Regions from separate parts of the Gossypium raimondii genome. Here region 1 is linked to region 2. Evidence: chromatin contacts called from public Hi-C data. All regions are on one chromosome and are shown on one strand. Each heading gives the region's core, a stretch centred on a gene start, on an enhancer-like site or on the middle of the called end of the contact. The rest is flanking DNA. Distances are from core to core; before and after follow the strand shown.

Evidence for each region. A called contact is a pair of places that touch in the nucleus more often than the background predicts.
Region 1: a Hi-C map of leaf shows a contact between it and region 2, with 2.6 times the contacts expected there. The contact joins the promoter of LOC105791618 here to the promoter of LOC105791608 in region 2. A contact is called at or near these places in 2 of 2 Hi-C or Micro-C datasets (both in leaf).

The regions. Positions count from the first base shown.
Region 1 is chr8:45,152,094-45,155,752 of ASM2569854v1, forward strand. It overlaps LOC105791618 (mitogen-activated protein kinase homolog MMK2), which reads right to left and starts at 2,017. Exons shown (of 7, transcript XM_012619776.2): 1 at 1,696-2,017; 2 at 1,422-1,581; 3 at 816-945; 4 at 244-381; 5 at 1-105. The coding sequence starts at 1,576.
Region 2 is chr8:45,020,774-45,024,530 of ASM2569854v1, forward strand. LOC105791608 (putative recombination initiation defects 3) reads right to left here and starts at 2,035. Exons shown (of 11, transcript XM_012619757.2): 1 at 1,901-2,035; 2 at 1,319-1,469; 3 at 1,049-1,202; 4 at 769-903; 5 at 290-342; 6 at 1-173. The coding sequence starts at 1,965.

The sequences.
Region 1 (3,659 bases), core at 767-3,266, 130 kb after region 2:
GTCACAATTCGCGTTTAGAAATAAATTGCTAGGCTTTAAATCGCGATGCAAAACATTTGCTGAATGTACATATTTGAGCCCTCGAAGAATCTGATATAGAAAGTACTGCAAGAGTAGCACTGCATAATCAACAATAGTTCCAGCACAGAAACAGGAATCATACCATGTTCCTAACTAAATATGACAACGAACAGTAGGAACATCCCAGTATATTTCATATGAGGGGAAGAATTTGATACCAACCCGACAATGATCATCTGTCAATGATTGATTGGATCTTATAATTTGATGAAGATCAGTGTCCATCAGTTCATAAACGAGGTAAACATCATTAAAGTTCTCCCACTGTGGAGGCCGTATGATGTCCTTGATGGCAACCACCTGAAGAAAAACAAACAATCAGCATTAACTACCTAGTAATTTGAAGTAGGCATTCCTAGTTAGATTGAAGGTTTACGCACAACATCATAAGATTGGCCCTAGCTTAATGGTTAAAAGTTATTAGGGTACAAAGATGATCTTTCCCAAGGAACTCAAATAAACTTAAAGGTTAGCCAAATTCCTATAATTAGACAAAATTAGGACAACAAATGTGGGTATTGTTTTTGTCTCCTTTTTTAAGGATGGTCAAAGGCTTACTTGATGGGAAGAAAGGACCTGTTTCATTTCTGCTAATCGTTTAGATGGCAACAGCAACCGGACCCCTGAAGCATGCAAGGAGCCTAATAACTAGGGGGTCTATTGATCTAAACAACATTATCGAAACATCCATCAAAGAGGTGAAAATGCAGAGTATCGAGCTAGCAGGAACTTACATTTTCGTGATCCATGTGACGAAGAAGCTTGATCTCTCGCAATGTCCTTTTGGCATCGATCCGGTTGTCAAATGCATTACCGATTTTCTTGATAGCAACCTCCTCCTGTGTCTCTGAATTCACAGCAGCACTAACAGAAATGGGGGAGCAAATCACATCTCAGCTTCACATTATGAATAATATAATAACACAACGGTGAGCCTAATAAACAGAATGGTCACTTTCGTTCAATATTCTCAACCAGGAAGTTCGGCCTGGAGCCATTCACTTCAATTAGACCCTAAAATTGGCAACCTTAATTTCCTTTAAAAGCAATCACACTGCAAAATTCAGCTAAAGATATGCTAAATGAGAGCCACACTAAAAGTGTCACTCTCAATCCTGTCAATCATCAAAATTCACCATGAAAAAGGAAAAAAAATTATCAATCTACAAATACAAGCCTTAATATTTACTAAAATCCCATAAAAAAGAAACTAAAAAACTGTCATGTAGAGCATCGAGACTGGGACAAACCAAAACTGGAAATCAATCAAAACAGGGAGTTTTAAGGGGAAAAAAATTCGAAAAAAAAATAAAGGGAGCAAAAAGCGGAAAAAACCTTACCAGACAATACCATAAGCACCACGGCCGATGGGGCGAAGAGGAGCAACATATTTTGAGGGAACTTCGAAGAGGTTACCATAAACGTTGTACTGAACATAGCGTCCACCATGAGTTGGTATACCTTTGATGCTTTGATCCCCTGACCCCATTGACATGTTTCCTGGATATAACCCGAACCCAACTCACAACCCGAATTGAAAGAAAGATTTTTATGGTGTAATGTTAATAACAGCTGAAATTCAGAGACAGGAAAAAGTGAAGAAATGAGGGTTACAATTTGGGAGAGCGCGTAGGTAAGTATATTGGAAGATGAGTGTGAACCTTTTGAAGTAGAAAAGCTTGAGAGTTCCGTGAAGATTCCCACTTGTTTTGTTCTTTACTTTTATACAACTTGGCTTTATTTTTCTATCCTGATGGCTTTTTCCAGGAAAAAAGGGTTTACAGTTCAAAGAAATTGCCTGTTGGAAGTCGTTTCTGGAAAAAAGAGATGACTTTCCTGTTTCATGTGGTCAAAGTTATTGTTATTCTCCTGTCCGTACTGTTGGTTAAGCTTAACCAATCAAGAAGCTGAGATTTATGTTAGAAACTAGATGAAGAAAATATTTTCCATTTGCAGCCGCAGGCCCATTCTCCACTTCTTTCATTTCTCACATTTTAATCTTATACTTATTTCTTAATTTATCATTTTTATTTTATTTAAAAAATTATTCTTAAAACTTAAATGGTGGCTTTTTAATTCAAAAATAATCTTCTTTTCTATAAATTAATAACAAAAAAAAATTGATATAATTCAAAGTCTAATTTGAAGACAATTATTGCACTGGGTCCAGTCCCACCGTTTAATCCGGTAGATGGACACGTGATGGCGGCGCCACTAACAATTGCAGGCATGTGAAGCTAATTGATTCCCAGAACTGCCAATGTACCGTCTTTCGTTTTCCTGAATTCTGATCTTACAAACACTTGGAGATTACCCTGAATTCTAATTTAGATGAATTTTTAAGATCCAATTTGCATCGTGTTTCAAAAGTCAATACTATTATCAAGCTCATCAGAATCAGAGTCAAACAAATATTTGTTCAAGTCTTGCAAGTCAATAGTCAAACTTCCCTTTTTACATATTTAGTAATACACCAGCACAACTTATGTCAAATTTTAAGTTAATTTCTTTCTCAAAATGGATTTAAAATTTTATCTAAATCTGATTCAAATAAAAATAATAAATTCAAACTTGATTTAATTAGTCGTATTAATTTTTTTATATAAAAAAATTTAAAAATATAATATATTAGATATACTAAAAACATTAAAATAAATGTTTCCACAAATTAAAAATATATTGTTAAAAAAAGTCTCTATACTTAACAACACTAATATAAATAGTAGCAAAATTAACAATAGAACAAGAGTAATACAATATTCAAACAATAATAACAACATAGTAGCAATATAATAGCGAAATTGTAACAAAACAACAACAGAAAAAAAAAATTTAAACAGATCAGGTTGAGGCCAGGCCATAAAATATTATCTGAGACTTGGCCCATTTAAAAAACCAACCTCTTTTTTTGTCCAAACCCATTTTTTAGACTTATATTTTTATTCAAACACTTTCACTTTTTGAGCAAATGTTCGGGTCTAAATAGATGACGAGACCATGATGAATCCTAACATGCTTAGTAAACGAAAGATGCAATTTCTCAGCATTTATGAGGAGTGGATCGAATGTCATTCGAACTCGAGGAAAATGGCATGTACCCGTTGCATTAAGACAAGAACCAACTAGGCAATTACTATTACGCATCGGGTCATGATTAACCACGAAAAGTATCTTCTCGGTTCACCTGCCATAGCCACAACATTATCTAGATCCAACATTGTTAGCCCAAGTGATAGGAGGCTCACCTTCAAATGCCTATATGTTATAGGACATAAGTTTAGTCAAAGTTCACTTAATCAGGCACTCGATTAGATGTTCCCGTTCTATGAAATCACATCTTTTTAAGCGCTTGAGCTCTTGACAAAAAAGAGAAATAAAATCCTCCATCGAAAAACAATATTGAACAAAATGAGGGTCCGATCGATAACAAACATCATTTGTCAGTTTCAACTTTCAACAAATCTAATAAATTTTGAAATACCAAGGACTTTACTGACTATGCAGATGGCAATTCAAGATATCATCTGTAAAAAATGCATATGTAAGAAGAGATGGAGCTCTTATCACTCACCATGTAA
Region 2 (3,757 bases), core at 785-3,284:
TTGCAAAGCTCATTTCGTACTTTGATTAAAGAAGCTTCCATCTGTTCTGGTAAAGCAGAAAGCACCAAGAAGATCTGTTGTAACTTATCTCGATATTTATCATTGTTTAGTTGATCCGATACCGCTTTCATGCTGCCATCAAGGCTGGCTTTGATATCTTCTTGTCCCTTGATCTGTTTACCATTTCTCAGTTGTCTTATAAAAGTATATATTTACGGATGCTCATGACAGCAACACTAGTCAATTTGCAAAGTAAAAGAGGATATAGTGATGTGTTATTAGTTGTTACCATTAGCTTTAGGGAGGTATCTTCAGCTATCGACCTCTGCCGCATCCCTTCCACTGAAATAAAATTGTAAGAAACTTCATTTTAACAATGGAAAAGCGGGGTTTTTTAAAAAAAATGTCAATTATAAGTGTTAAATAGTGTTATCCCACATCTTTTAAGTATTGGGTTGTCTATGATCTTGCATTAAGATTGGGCACATGGTACTATTATGTTGTTTTTGCCTAACCCTAAGCAAGGTTGTCCTTATGTGTATAATTGCATTTTGTGTGGTCTTATATTAAAGTTGGCTCTCCACCTAAAACCAGTTGATTTTAAGTCCAATTCTTGGACATTATGTATTAAAATTATGGAACCATGCCCTAGAATGACAGGCCTATAACATTCTTATGCAGACAAACAAGTTATTAACAGGTGTAACCATTGCGCAATAAGTTATCATCTCTCCGGATTTTGTAACCTTAAGGAACTGAATGACTCACTTTCCAGCAAGAGTTCTTTTGTTCCTTTGTTCACCTGCATTATATCACTTTGAACCGAATCCAAGATCATCCCAACTCTGTTCAATGAAGTTTCAATCACTGAAAGCCGGTGTTCAAGTTCTTCAGAAGTTTGACCTGTTCAAGTAAATAAAAGGTTCAGCATCCGTCTATAGCTGTAATATACCAAAAATGTAGTTCAAAAGCTTAATTAAGCTACTCAAAGGTACGATCATAAAACTGGTCATGTTAAACGTAATAAATAACTAAATAGTAATCTTACATCTATGCTCTGGAGCAGAAACAGGATTCCATTTGCGTATTAAGTTGGTGGAAGATCTAGAAATCGGCACTTGACTATCTTCTCTTGTGAAGTTGGTTGGAGCCAAGCAAGAAAACTTGCTGGCAGTATTCTCTCGTTCTTGGGAACCAAATCTCTGCAAAGATGAAGTACAGAAAGCAATTTTTCTCATAAGAAAAAAGATACGGTGATTTATATACAAACTTGAATGCTGGAAAACAAAAAGAAAAAAGGAGATGAGAATAATTCAACCTGATCAGTTGTCACGATTTCATCGAGTGAGCTTTGTGAGATCTGAGAAAATAAGGCATGCTGAGATGAAATCCCCTGTGAGAATGATTGTTGTGATGGCTGTGATCTAAGCTGTGATGATTGAGGCACACTCGGTGGCAGGCTCGATCTCCTTTCAGATACATTAAACCAAACAATGCAAATCAAATTGAAAAATTCAACTCTTAGTTCTCAGATGATGCTAATCTTGAAATTATCTAAACATGATTTTCTTTGCAAAATAAATTTTCCACAAGTAATTCTTATTTTCCAAAAAGAAAGTTTGAAAAATATGAAACCGGAGTCAAACGTGTCTTTGAAGTTTGAAGACTCGAAAGAGGATTGACCTCCTTCCAAAATCTAAGAAAATTAACAGAAATGAACAAGAGATTTATCACCTCTTCTCTTCCCTATAGTAAGAGAAAACCGTAAAAATGCTCGATTAAGCTAGATAATTATAATTTCCTAATAATATCAAACCTTCACGAAGTAAACAGTTTAATTAATTTATGTTTGTATGCATCTTTTCGGGAAACAAAGAGAATCATAAAGGTGAGGAGAAACCTTGTATGAGGAGGAAAAACGGAGATGGAGCCGAGATCGCAAGCTTTGTTGATCTTCAACTTCATTTATACCATAAAAAAAAACAGTGAGATCGTTGGATTTCGAATTATCGATAAAAAGAGAAAGAGGAGCTAGTTACCAGTGAAAAGCATCCAAGGGATGAAACGATGTTGCTTAAATAGCTAGGAGCTGTGGACGATGGCGGGAAACTGAAAAGGGTGAAAAGTAACGGGACGGTATCTTGTTTGGTTGGGCCCGGATTCTGGAGCAATTTAACCCCAACCGGATCCAAAATTTTATTCATAAACCCAAATAGGCTTTTCTGCTCTTCCCTGATGCTGTTGATAGTTTTTAATAAAAAAAAAAATTTCGTGCACTAGAATTAAGGGTAAAAGCATGGATGGAGTAATTTTTTTTTCTATTAAAAATTTCATTCAGTTATATAGTTAAAAACTAGCGTGCTGACAGAATAATTAGATGGTGATACATGGCAACGTGCATTTCATGTTGACATATAATTACCAATTTTTAATAGTAGAAATGAATTAATTTTTTAACAGAATGAGTAATTTGCTCTTTAATTTAACGTACAAAAACTAATTTGTTTATTTTTTTAGTAGAGGGGATAAAATGCAATTTGATTCTTAGTACATAGACCTTCATAGTACGTTTATTGAATTAGGGGTGAGATGGATTCAATTTTGTAACAACCCGAAATAGCGGTGTCGAAAATTATAGTTTGAGGTCTTGTTTTAGTGAATTGAGTCTATAAATAATTAATAAAAATATTTACAGAGTTAATTTATAAATAAATTGAATTAAGGATAAATAATTTGGTTAATTTAAATATTTAATCTAGTCCAAAGACAAAATGATAAAACAAATCGTTATAGATTTTAATTAGAAAATAGTTAAAGGGATTAAAATTGCTAATAGCCCAAAAACCTAAAATGGCAATAAAACATGTCGAAACGTGAGGGTGGGCTGTGATATAAATGAGTTAAGCAGAAGGAGAAGCCTTCCACGCGCAAAAGAAAGAAAATAAATAGAGAAGAAATTGGGTTTTAGGGCTTCAGACTTTGAGAACTAAATTGATTAGTATAATTAGGTCTTTTTCTTCTAATTTTTATATTTTTGTGGCCGTGGGAGCTTAATTTAGCTAGCTTGTGTTTCAATTTATAAAACTAATAATGTTTTGAAAAGTTTTCATTAATAAATTCTCTAGGTTTTTATGTTTAATTGGTAGGTTTTGAGTGTAAACATGAAAAATGACTAGATTGTTAAGTTAGATGTTAGATTTTATATTTGAGAACTTAAATGGATAACAGGTAAAGCTGTTATGAGATTTTGTTAGAAACCGATAATAGAGGGTCTAAAATAGAAGGAAATGAAGTCGGATTATAAATCGGCGCTTAGAATTAAAAGTTATGCATGTTTCAGTTGTAAGGACTAAATTAAATGAAATTTAAGGTTTGTTTGAGATAACAATTGATTGTGAATTGGGTTGATTATTGATGGTGTTATGTATTTATGTTAATTCGTAGCTGCCGATGACCTGGATTCCTCAAGAGCAAAGGAAAAAGCTAAAGCCATTGATGAATAGCTCGAAATTTCCGATTTGTATTTCTTTAACTCAACTTATTTTTTTTTTCCTCATTTATTTACACTATTAGGTATATTGGCATAACAAAGGAAGTTATGCATGAGTATTTGATTAGAAATACAATATTGAGATTAATTATTGTGACAAAAGGTTAATCTAAATGAAACTAGAAATAGTATAATTTAATGAAACTGCGAAATTGGCTTGAACATGAGACGAATCATGTCATATTTTGTATGTAATGGTGTTTGATT